Regions from separate parts of the Gasterosteus aculeatus genome. Here region 1 is linked to region 2. Evidence: chromatin contacts called from public Hi-C data. All regions are on one chromosome and are shown on one strand. Each heading gives the region's core, a stretch centred on a gene start, on an enhancer-like site or on the middle of the called end of the contact. The rest is flanking DNA. Distances are from core to core; before and after follow the strand shown.

The links. Hi-C and Micro-C count contacts between places; a contact is called where the count stands out from the background.
Region 1: a contact with region 2 is called in a Hi-C map of skeletal muscle, with 1.9 times the contacts expected there. The contact joins the promoter of LOC120823753 here to the enhancer-like site in region 2. A contact is called at or near these places in 4 of 6 Hi-C or Micro-C datasets (liver, skeletal muscle, tail fin and 1 more).

Annotation. Positions count from the first base shown.
Region 1 is chr8:9,731,322-9,735,870 of fGasAcu3.hap1.1, forward strand. It overlaps LOC120823753 (ephrin type-B receptor 1), which reads left to right and starts at 1,978. Exons shown (of 20, transcript XM_040184019.2): 1 at 1,978-2,220. The coding sequence starts at 2,127.
Region 2 is chr8:9,670,267-9,674,991 of fGasAcu3.hap1.1, forward strand. It overlaps LOC120823767 (glypican-5), which reads left to right. Exons shown (of 11, transcript XM_040184048.2): 3 at 1,985-2,532; 4 at 3,443-3,625. Among protein-coding and RNA genes, the nearest start is that of LOC120823767, 7.2 kb to the left of the region's middle. Within about 2 kb of position 2,430, at least 1 of the 9 cell types and tissues checked has open chromatin away from gene starts, as enhancers often do.

The DNA of each region.
Region 1 (4,549 bases), core at 728-3,227, 61 kb after region 2:
AGGCACTGACAAGCCTTTCGTGGCCCCGCTGAGGAAACGGGGCCACGTGTTGTGTGTGGGGATGACAATCCTGCAGCAGTCAGGGGATTTGGAGTTAATGAATGATTTATTTTGCTGATGCATACAACAGACTGCAGGAGAGCAGCAGGTAAATGGAGCGAGACTTCCCAGCAAGTCCTTAAATGATGGAAAAGTCTTCCTCATTTCTATATACCTGATTAAAACTTCCGTCCATTTTCTTTATCGCTGGTCTTTCCTGACACCATCGTGAAGGATGTGGAAGTAAAAGTAAAATCTGAACTGAGATGTGGAAAGACACATGTGGCAGCAACCTTCTACTACACCGTTTATTGGACTTGTCTAGACACGAAGGCGTATCGACGCTCAGCAACAGAGCCAATGTGTCTGTCTACGTTTGCCTCGTAGAGTCCCCTGGTCGGGAGTTACCTCTGAACCAAAGGTGCCAGAATTCGTCATTCAAGAAAAGTAAGGCAACTCTGGAGACGGCTTAAACTTAAATCGTTCAGCTCCTGTGGAAGCCGGCAGGCCTAGCATTGATTTCCAGGTTCTCCAACGATTTCAGATGCCTCTGACTGTTTGCCTAAGGAGCGATTCCCTCTCACTTACACACACAGACATCCAACCAAAAAAGCAAAACAACAGATCCATCCAATAGATCGTTGTAGAGGTGCATGGTGTGGTGACGGGGAAAGGTGCCGTCTGCCCTGCGTCGTCACAGCGATGGTCTGAACTACCGTGTGGCTCAGCTTCTCTCCACAGACAGGGCCAGAGACAGCAAGCTGCAGGAGATGAAGGAGGCGCGAGACTGGACAGAAACTTCAAGAGCGAATTGATCCAAAGCCACCGGGGGGGTGGGGGGGGGGCTTAGTATAACTTTTAGCTTGTAGTTGCACCATCCACCTTTTCCCCTCCTGCACCTCAGAGCACCAACACAAGACAGATGCTGTGATTTGAAATGTATACACGTCACTTCATGGAACCCGTTTTTTTAATCTTTTTTGTGTGTCAGAAGCCGGTGAATTTGTGTGGCAGTAAAAGCTGAATTAGCCGTGGCTGAATGAGTTTGAGTGTTATATTCATAATGACATTCATAAAGAACGTGGATTTAATGTCACCTGTGAGAATTATTTTTTTTTTTTAGTAATTAACCTTTTACCGCCACCCACTGCTTGGTGGGATGCTGATGCTGATGAAATATGAAGTATCTTCACTAAGAGGTCAAGTACATCACCACACTCTGTTTTGGGGGTAATTGTGGTTATTTTCAAATAAGAGCTCACAATCCCAGTACAATAGCGTAATAAGTCTTTAAAAACTTTTAAAATGATTTTTCATTTTGTCATTTATAATAGCTGAAGGGAAAAAGGGTTCAAGTTGACAGCGGTGAGGTTTCAGATTGCAGCAAACTGAAACTTCTCTTGTGAGTCCAGTGCGAAGGAGAACAATGAGGGCCGACATGTAAATGCTAAAACACAGTTGGCCCTAAATAGCTAAAGCCAGTGTTCAGCATGTTCAGAATGTACTGTACATATAAACAGTTCCATATAAGGTCAAGAAAACACTTTCATTTTTTGGGGGGGTTTATCAGTTTACTTTACTTTTTTATGAAGTTGAAAAGTTTGTCGGACTGTTTTTGTTATTAGTTATACAGTTTTTAATCATAAATCACAATAAAAACAGGTTATTAATATTTATTACATATTTCATGGCGCGGTGCCGGTCGCCCACTCAGTTGAAGCGCTGTACCGCAGTGTGACCGCTGGGTGTCGCTGTCCCGCCACGCAAACCAACGCTGGGGGGTTGGAGGGGTTTTGGGGGGCGGGGTAGGGGGGCTGTCCACTGGGCATTCAGCGTAGGTCAGGTGGAAGGGAACGGGTGATTGGTTTACGATCCGCCAGTCTGACTCTTGATTGGACAGGAAGGTGCACGAGGCGACAGAGCTTTGGAGACCCCCCCGCCCCCCAAACCCGCCGACTCTGCGGGCGAAGCCCACGCATACACGCACACCCACCCGCACAACCGGGGGGCTGAGATGTGACTGTTAACCAGAGGAATACAGCGTCTTTTCTGTGGGATTTTTTTTTGTTCTTCTCTCCAGCCGGCGGATGCGGGAGGAGACCCGGGGAGCCCCGGTGGCCATGCGGGCCGTGCGGGTTGCGGTGCTGCTCTGTGTGATTACTTCGGTGTGCGCAGTGGAAGGTAAGTGCGCAAAGAGGGGGACGTGTGTCTGTTCCGACGGCGCAATGTGACAGCTTGAATGAGTTCAATTCAGTTCAATCAGTTATATTGTTATCGACTTTAACTTTCCCGACTGAGACATATTGCGATATTTAGTCTGAGCCACAGTTCTGTAGGATTCACTTGTAAGTTTTCTTGTTCGTCGGGAGGTTCATTTACATTTTGGCTGTGCACGCTAAAGGAATGGAACTATCGCCTATTGGAGGTCAAAATAATATTAATAAACACAATAAGTTACCGACAGGCTGTCACCGCGTCACAGCTCCCGCATGCTCTTCTAAAAACGTGTATTCTATGTATCCAATTGTCCTCTTAATAATCTTTAGGGACACCAAATGCATGCAAACCTTGTTGCAATCGCATATTTTGCATTATTATTATTATATTGTTGGAGGCTATCAGGTGTTCCCCGATCTACTTATTGCGCCTAATGACGTGTTGTGCTTTGTATATGATGTGACGTATATTTGGCATTTAGCGCCAGACCCTCTTGCATTCGTCCCTCCAGAGCCCACTGAAGAGGCGCTATTAACACAATCTAAGTGCACAAACTGCACAAAGTGAATCATAATTATAGCTCCCAGCTGTAGTAGCTGTGGCCGCTGCTGCCACCACCTCTGCTTCTCCTCCTCCAGCCCCTACACCCACACAACACCACCTCCTACTCGTTTCCAGACATAACCTTCTCCCTCCTTATTCTTTGCACCTTTTAAAAAAAAAAAAAAAAAAAAAAAAAGATCTCCTGCTCCTTCTCCCAAAGCACCAGCAGCTAAGGGTCGTGCTCCTCCTGCTCCTCCACGAGCATCCATCGCCCGCTGCTCCTCTCCTCTCGTATGTCCTACTGCTGCTTCTCTGCGCGCTTTACCCACTGGCAGCGCTCCTCTCTCTCTCCAATCCTCAAATGTTACTCGCGCTCGCCTTGCTGCGCCTCCTGCTTCTCCTTACCAAGCGTACCAAGCGTTCTTCTCGAGCTCCTTCCTCTTTCTGAGGAATAACCCAGTCGGCTTCCAGCCACTCTACAGTCTGGCCTTCTCTTTCTCATACTGCTCCACAAACATCATACTCGCATTGTCTCCTGTTGCTCCTCTCCAAGCATCTCCTACTGGTGGTCCTACTGTTCCTCCCCAAGAATCACTGCTCCTCTCTGAACATCGCCTACTAGTTGTCCTTTTAGATAATCCCTCATTGGAGCTTACTGTCATCCAATAAACATGAACGTTTTGGCACGGCACCTCTCCAACTGGCTCCTCCTTTTTGGTCACGCATGACCTCTTACTAATGATCTTTCTCTCCCCCAAACATCACCTCCTGGTTTTCCTCAATCTGCAATTATCTTCTGTTGTTGCTCCTGCCCAGGCGTCACTTCCTGCTCCACCCGCTGCTCTTTCTCACACCTACCTGCTGCTGCAGCAGCTGTATCCTCCAACATCCTCCCCAGCTCTTCTTCCTGCTACTCCTTCCCACTTAGCGCCCACTGCTCGCACCGCCGCTGCCGCCGCTCCTCCTCAAGATGTTTGTTTCATTCACTGTTTTGTCAAAGCCAAACGGACGGTCCGGGACGAGACAGGCCGCTCCGTTTAGTCCGCTCAATCACCGCGTGTAATTGTGTGTCCTCTGGAGTTTGACTGAACTCGTAACCTGCTGGAAGCATTTACCTGAGGAAACGGCGGGGAACCACGACCTGCTTTCTTGTGCAATACCAGCCGGATCGATCGCCCAGGCGCTGGTCATGTATGATCAAAGCCAGTTTAAAGCATCAACGCCAGAGAGACGGAGACTCCCTGTCTTCTACCGCGTCTTCTCCTGTCCCTCTCGTCCCTGCTGCCGATGCCTCACGGAAGCGCTAGATTAGTGTACTGCTGTGTTCTAATGGTGCGCGTAATGACAGCCTCCGTAGTGAGACCCTTCACATTATGAGACATGTAAATGAGCAGGACTATTTTGATTGCACGGAACTGTGTGTGTGTGGGGGGGGGGGGGGGGCAGAGAGAGAGAGGTGGGAGGTTAAAATGGATAAGAGAGACAAATAGGTGTGGGTGGCGGGTTGTTTTGTGGTCGCGTGGCCTTTTCATGGTAAGTAGGTGCTTAATGAACTGATTCATAAGCTGATCGGAGTCTGTTGGTGTAAAAACAACCCACTGCTGACACTATTACATCTGCTCTGTGAACTCTTTTCTGTAAACTTTTAGAGTTTTTTTTTTTTTTTTTTTCTGCCAGAAGCCAATTGGATTCCTTTATCAAGTATCTGCAAATTATCTTCTTGAATGGCCAAAATAATCGATGTTTGGTA
Region 2 (4,725 bases), core at 1,180-3,679:
ACCCTTAAAACAAACTCAGTATATCTATACATGCAGATCATTTAATAATGTAATTAATTGGCATAATGGTTTAGACATCCCAGCATGACAAAACATAAATACTAAAAAACTAAGAACCACATAAATCTTTTGTTTCAACAAATAAAATCCATTTGACATGACAGCAGTGTTGTCAACAGTTGTGCTGTTCCTCAAAGGTTCCAGTCTCCAAAGCACAGTGATTAAAACCCGCTAGAGACACTAAGACGATGCCCCGAGCGCTTGTATTCAGGCTCTATTTACACTCTAAGGATTACTTTACCGTGTGTGTGTGTGTGTGTGTGACCATGTGTCGGCATGCTTGCATGTGTTCCTCGTGGCACTGCGAGTCCCTCGTGCCCTCTTCAACACATCACAGCTGTCACCCAATCACAGAGCTAATCACATGACCCCAAAATAGTCTCTGCTGTGTGACTCGATGCCGTCTGTATTTGTGTTGCTATTGCCAGGACATGGGTATGCAAACCCATAAAAGTGAGAAATTCTCACTCTGCAGTGGTCCACTGATTCATCTCCCGACCACAGCTAACGTCCTGTCAGCCGATCTTTCTGGGTGAAATCTTTTTGGAACGTACAACAATTTAAACGTACCATGCTGCACATGGACAGCGGTATTTCTTATCAGGTAAATTAGTGAGTTGCAGTAGTTGATGAATCCCAAAATAAATTGGCGAGCAAGGCGGCTGCAGCTGTGACAGTGAAATATGAGGTTGTAAAGACACACACACACACACACACACACACACACACACACACACACGCGCACTGACAAACAAGTCATTAAAAAGATGACTGAATGTCTCAGTAAAAGTTATGTGTGTGTGTGTGTCGGGATGCCATCAGGTTGACGTCCCCCTTTTCACTTGGGAAGCTTCAAACATAGACACACACAGCGTGTCTCACACACAGCAGCTTCCGTTGGGAGCGCTGCCCTCTTTATTAAACACAGCTGATCCTGACATTGGGCCTCTAATCACCTGACTACAGCAGCGAAAACGAGCTCAGGGATGAATTAAGTCGTGGGCTATTTTGGCTCACGTGCAGCAGGATAAGGTCAGAGGAAGGTTAGTGAGACAGTCACAGTTTAAGAGGGAAAACCTTTCACAGATATGCAAATGTAATATCAAACATTTTCTTAATTGAAAATGGAATCATATATATATATTTACGTTGTGCATACGGTACAGTGTATTTGACTCGCTGGCATGTTTTTATACATATTAGTGTGTGAGTAAATGTTTATTCAAAGATCTACATACTTGACAACTCATATTACAAATATTTGTTGGTTACTGTGTTATGCTAATGGTCATTTTTGGGTTTATTTGATATATGTATACATTGGAATGCCCAAAGCAAATTGTGTAAGAGAATTACACAATTATCAGGAGCTGTTGATCTTAGTGAGGGGTTGACATTTTCAATCATCTGACAGGATGCCGAATCCTCTCACCTTTTCATCGCTTTTAAATCTTCCAAAAATGAGAAACAAAACAGAGATTATTGAGCTGTAGCTTCAAATGTAAATGTAGACCGCTGTTGCTCATAATATTTCTTTAGCCAAACAAGTAGCCTGGTTCTCACAGCAATAATGGTCAGTCGCCATTGTGATCCATATTGACATTTTTGCAATCCAGCCTTTTGATGCATTGCCATTAAACAAAAATTCATGATGAATCAATGCATTTGATGACTTTTTTTCCCCAAGGTTATCATCATTCGAATACATTTGTCAACTTTCGCTAGAGTTGAGTTAAATTGCACATCACCCAAAAAGGGTCAGTAGACAATTTGTTCACTCTGGTAAAAAAATAAGGATTATGCTAATATTCCTTTTAGTTACATTCTTAACTAATCGTCATGGATGCTTTTCACTAATTATTATGGCACAATAACTTGTATCCTGGTCTCACTCGCTTTCTGTCTCTCTTCTCTCTTGTTGCAGAGACCTTTGAGTCGCTCGTGTCCTTCACCTCTAACCTGACCAGCACTCTGTTTGACAGCGCTTACTCTGCTCTTGCGTCAGACTGTCGCCCCCTTGTGTTTCAGCTGTTCAGCGACATCAAACGTCACGTTTCTGGGAGCTCTAATTCCACACTGGACAACACTGTGCGGCAGTTCTACAACAATCTTTTCCCGTTGGTGTACCGCCGCCTACTCAATCCCGGGATAGGCCGCATGCCACCGAAGCCCTATTCCTCCCCCTCGGCCAATCACGACGACTGCCTGCGGATGACGCGGCAGGACGTCAGCCCCTTCGGACCCCATCCCCGTCTGCTGGTCAGGAGCTTGTCCCGGGCCCTTGCCGTGGGTCGAGCACTGAGCCGGCTGCTCGCGCTGGCAGGAGAGGTCGTGAACGCGGCCGAGAAGGCGACGATGTCCAGAGAGTGTGGCCGAGGCTTAGTGAGGATGCAGTACTGCTCCCACTGCAGGGGGATGACGACGTTACGGCCCTGTACTGGACTATGTGTCAACGTTATGAGGGGGTGTCTGGTGAGGGTTTGAATATTTGCATTTTTGCTCTGTGTCTGGATGAGAAAGCTGAGAGAAAGTTCAGTGGCCAGTGGCAGAAGACAATTAGCTCAGCGTGAAGACTCGAGGTAGGATAAAACGGTTATCCTGGCTTTGTTCAATGGTGAGAAATACGCCCATGTCAGCACTTCTCAATTGTAAAAATGTAAATACATCTTTAACTTTATCTATGAAAATGACAAGGTGTGGTTTCACACACGGGTGTAAAGATAAAATTAATTATGGTCCCTTTCAATCATAATGCACAATACCATCATTCTACCTTTAGAAACACGAGGTTAGCAAAATGTTTATGTGATGTTATTCTTTTCAGATTATGTGTCTTGTGTATTGCAGCTGATACGTTTTTAGATGCGTGGGAGCCCTTTGGGTATATATATATATATATATATATATATATATATATATATATATATATATTGTTTTGCCTCGCAAAAGCTCACATTTGTGAAGCTTGACTCATTTCGTAATCAATAAATAATTCTGGGTTTTGGATAAGCAACAAGAGCATTACCAAGAGAAAACTGGCACAATCTTCTCTGCATCTTATTGGGCTGCTAGGAAATGAACTGGACAGCTTCAACACCGCCCACAATAGAGGGAGAAGATGCCACTGTTCATACCTCTTGAGAGTGTCTTGGAGAAGGAGGTGTGCTGATAGATTACCCCCCTTTATCCTCATCCTTTTCAGTGAAGGAATGAAACATGCATACAGCCAAGTTACACAGCCTCTCTGTGATGGAAGACAGCTAAGTTCATGGGGAATGTGGTCTCTTGCGTTTACTGTACTGAAACAAACTCAAAGTTGATCTCTCAATGTGATGTGTCACCTCTTACCCTCTCTTCACTGTTTCCATCCTCTCTTTGCTAGGTCGCTGTATCAGAGCTTGGGGCCCCCTGGGGTAGTTTGGTGGTGTTGCTCCAACGGTTAGCCGCTACTTTAGCAACCAGCAGCAACCACAACAGCCTGGAGTTAGCTCTGTTAGCGGTCCGTAACCAAGTGAACGATGCTATACTGCACGCACAGTTGCATGGGCCTCGCATTACAGCCACAGTAAGTAGAGGGGATGATGGGATGGAGGGGAATGCTTGACAAGTGTATTTTGCTTATATGCCTTATATTTACAATTGTAAAATAGATTTGTGCTTCTGGATATTGATGCCAGTCTATGGGAAAAGGTTTAGTAAGTAATTAGCTAAAAGGGATCAGTAAAAGATTGCTGAACCATCTCTGCTCGTTTGTCCCAAATGATAAAGTCATTTGAATTTTGGACACAGAGTGAGGAAGGCCGTGGCTTTTCTTCCAGCCCGGCAGTTGGATCTCCTCACAAAGGCCTTGTACCTAGATGGGCTAAAAACAGACTCATTCTTCAGAGAATCTGGGGTTCCCCTCAGTATGTGTGTGTCTATGTGTGCGTGTGAATACAGATCCAGTGCCAGACAAAGACTGTTGTTGGCGGGACAACCAATACCCAGAATGCAGCCGGGTTGCGAGTGATGAGAAAGTTTCTGTGGCTAATCTCTGGACAAACAGACAACACACAAACACATGCATGCATGCACAGACTGTTGGAGGAGGAAATAGAGTAACCATCCAACTTTAAGAGAACATTGTGGACTTAGTGGAGTAGATTCCTCAGAGGTAAACAAACATACACAAGCATAATCACACAGCTAATTGAGGCTTACACAAAAATACCACTTAATTGAATATATAATGAAGCTTCTTATTCATTGGACACATCACTAAAGGCCAACCCCCTAACGCTTCAACAATCTCTATGTGCAGCGTTTAAAGTTAAATGATTATTGAAACAGGAATTTTAAGAATTTTCAAAATGACAAGATATGACACGATAAAGTGTTGTGCTCAACTGTATTACATTTAGAGGTCAACTTACTGCAGGTATATTTCCTAATTCTTTGTATGTAGTTTGGGATGCAGAACTGATCTAATAGAACTGCAAACCCAAACAAGAAAACAATCAGAGTTGTTTCACAGTGTGTGAAAAACGATGTTGATGTTAGGATGACATTCAGGCTGTATATTATATGTAGCATATTTAAGTCAATACCAGCTATGAAAGGCAGACTGCCCAAAACCTGGGTCATGTATAAAACCCTAAAACCATATGCGGCAACTGTTAGTGAAAA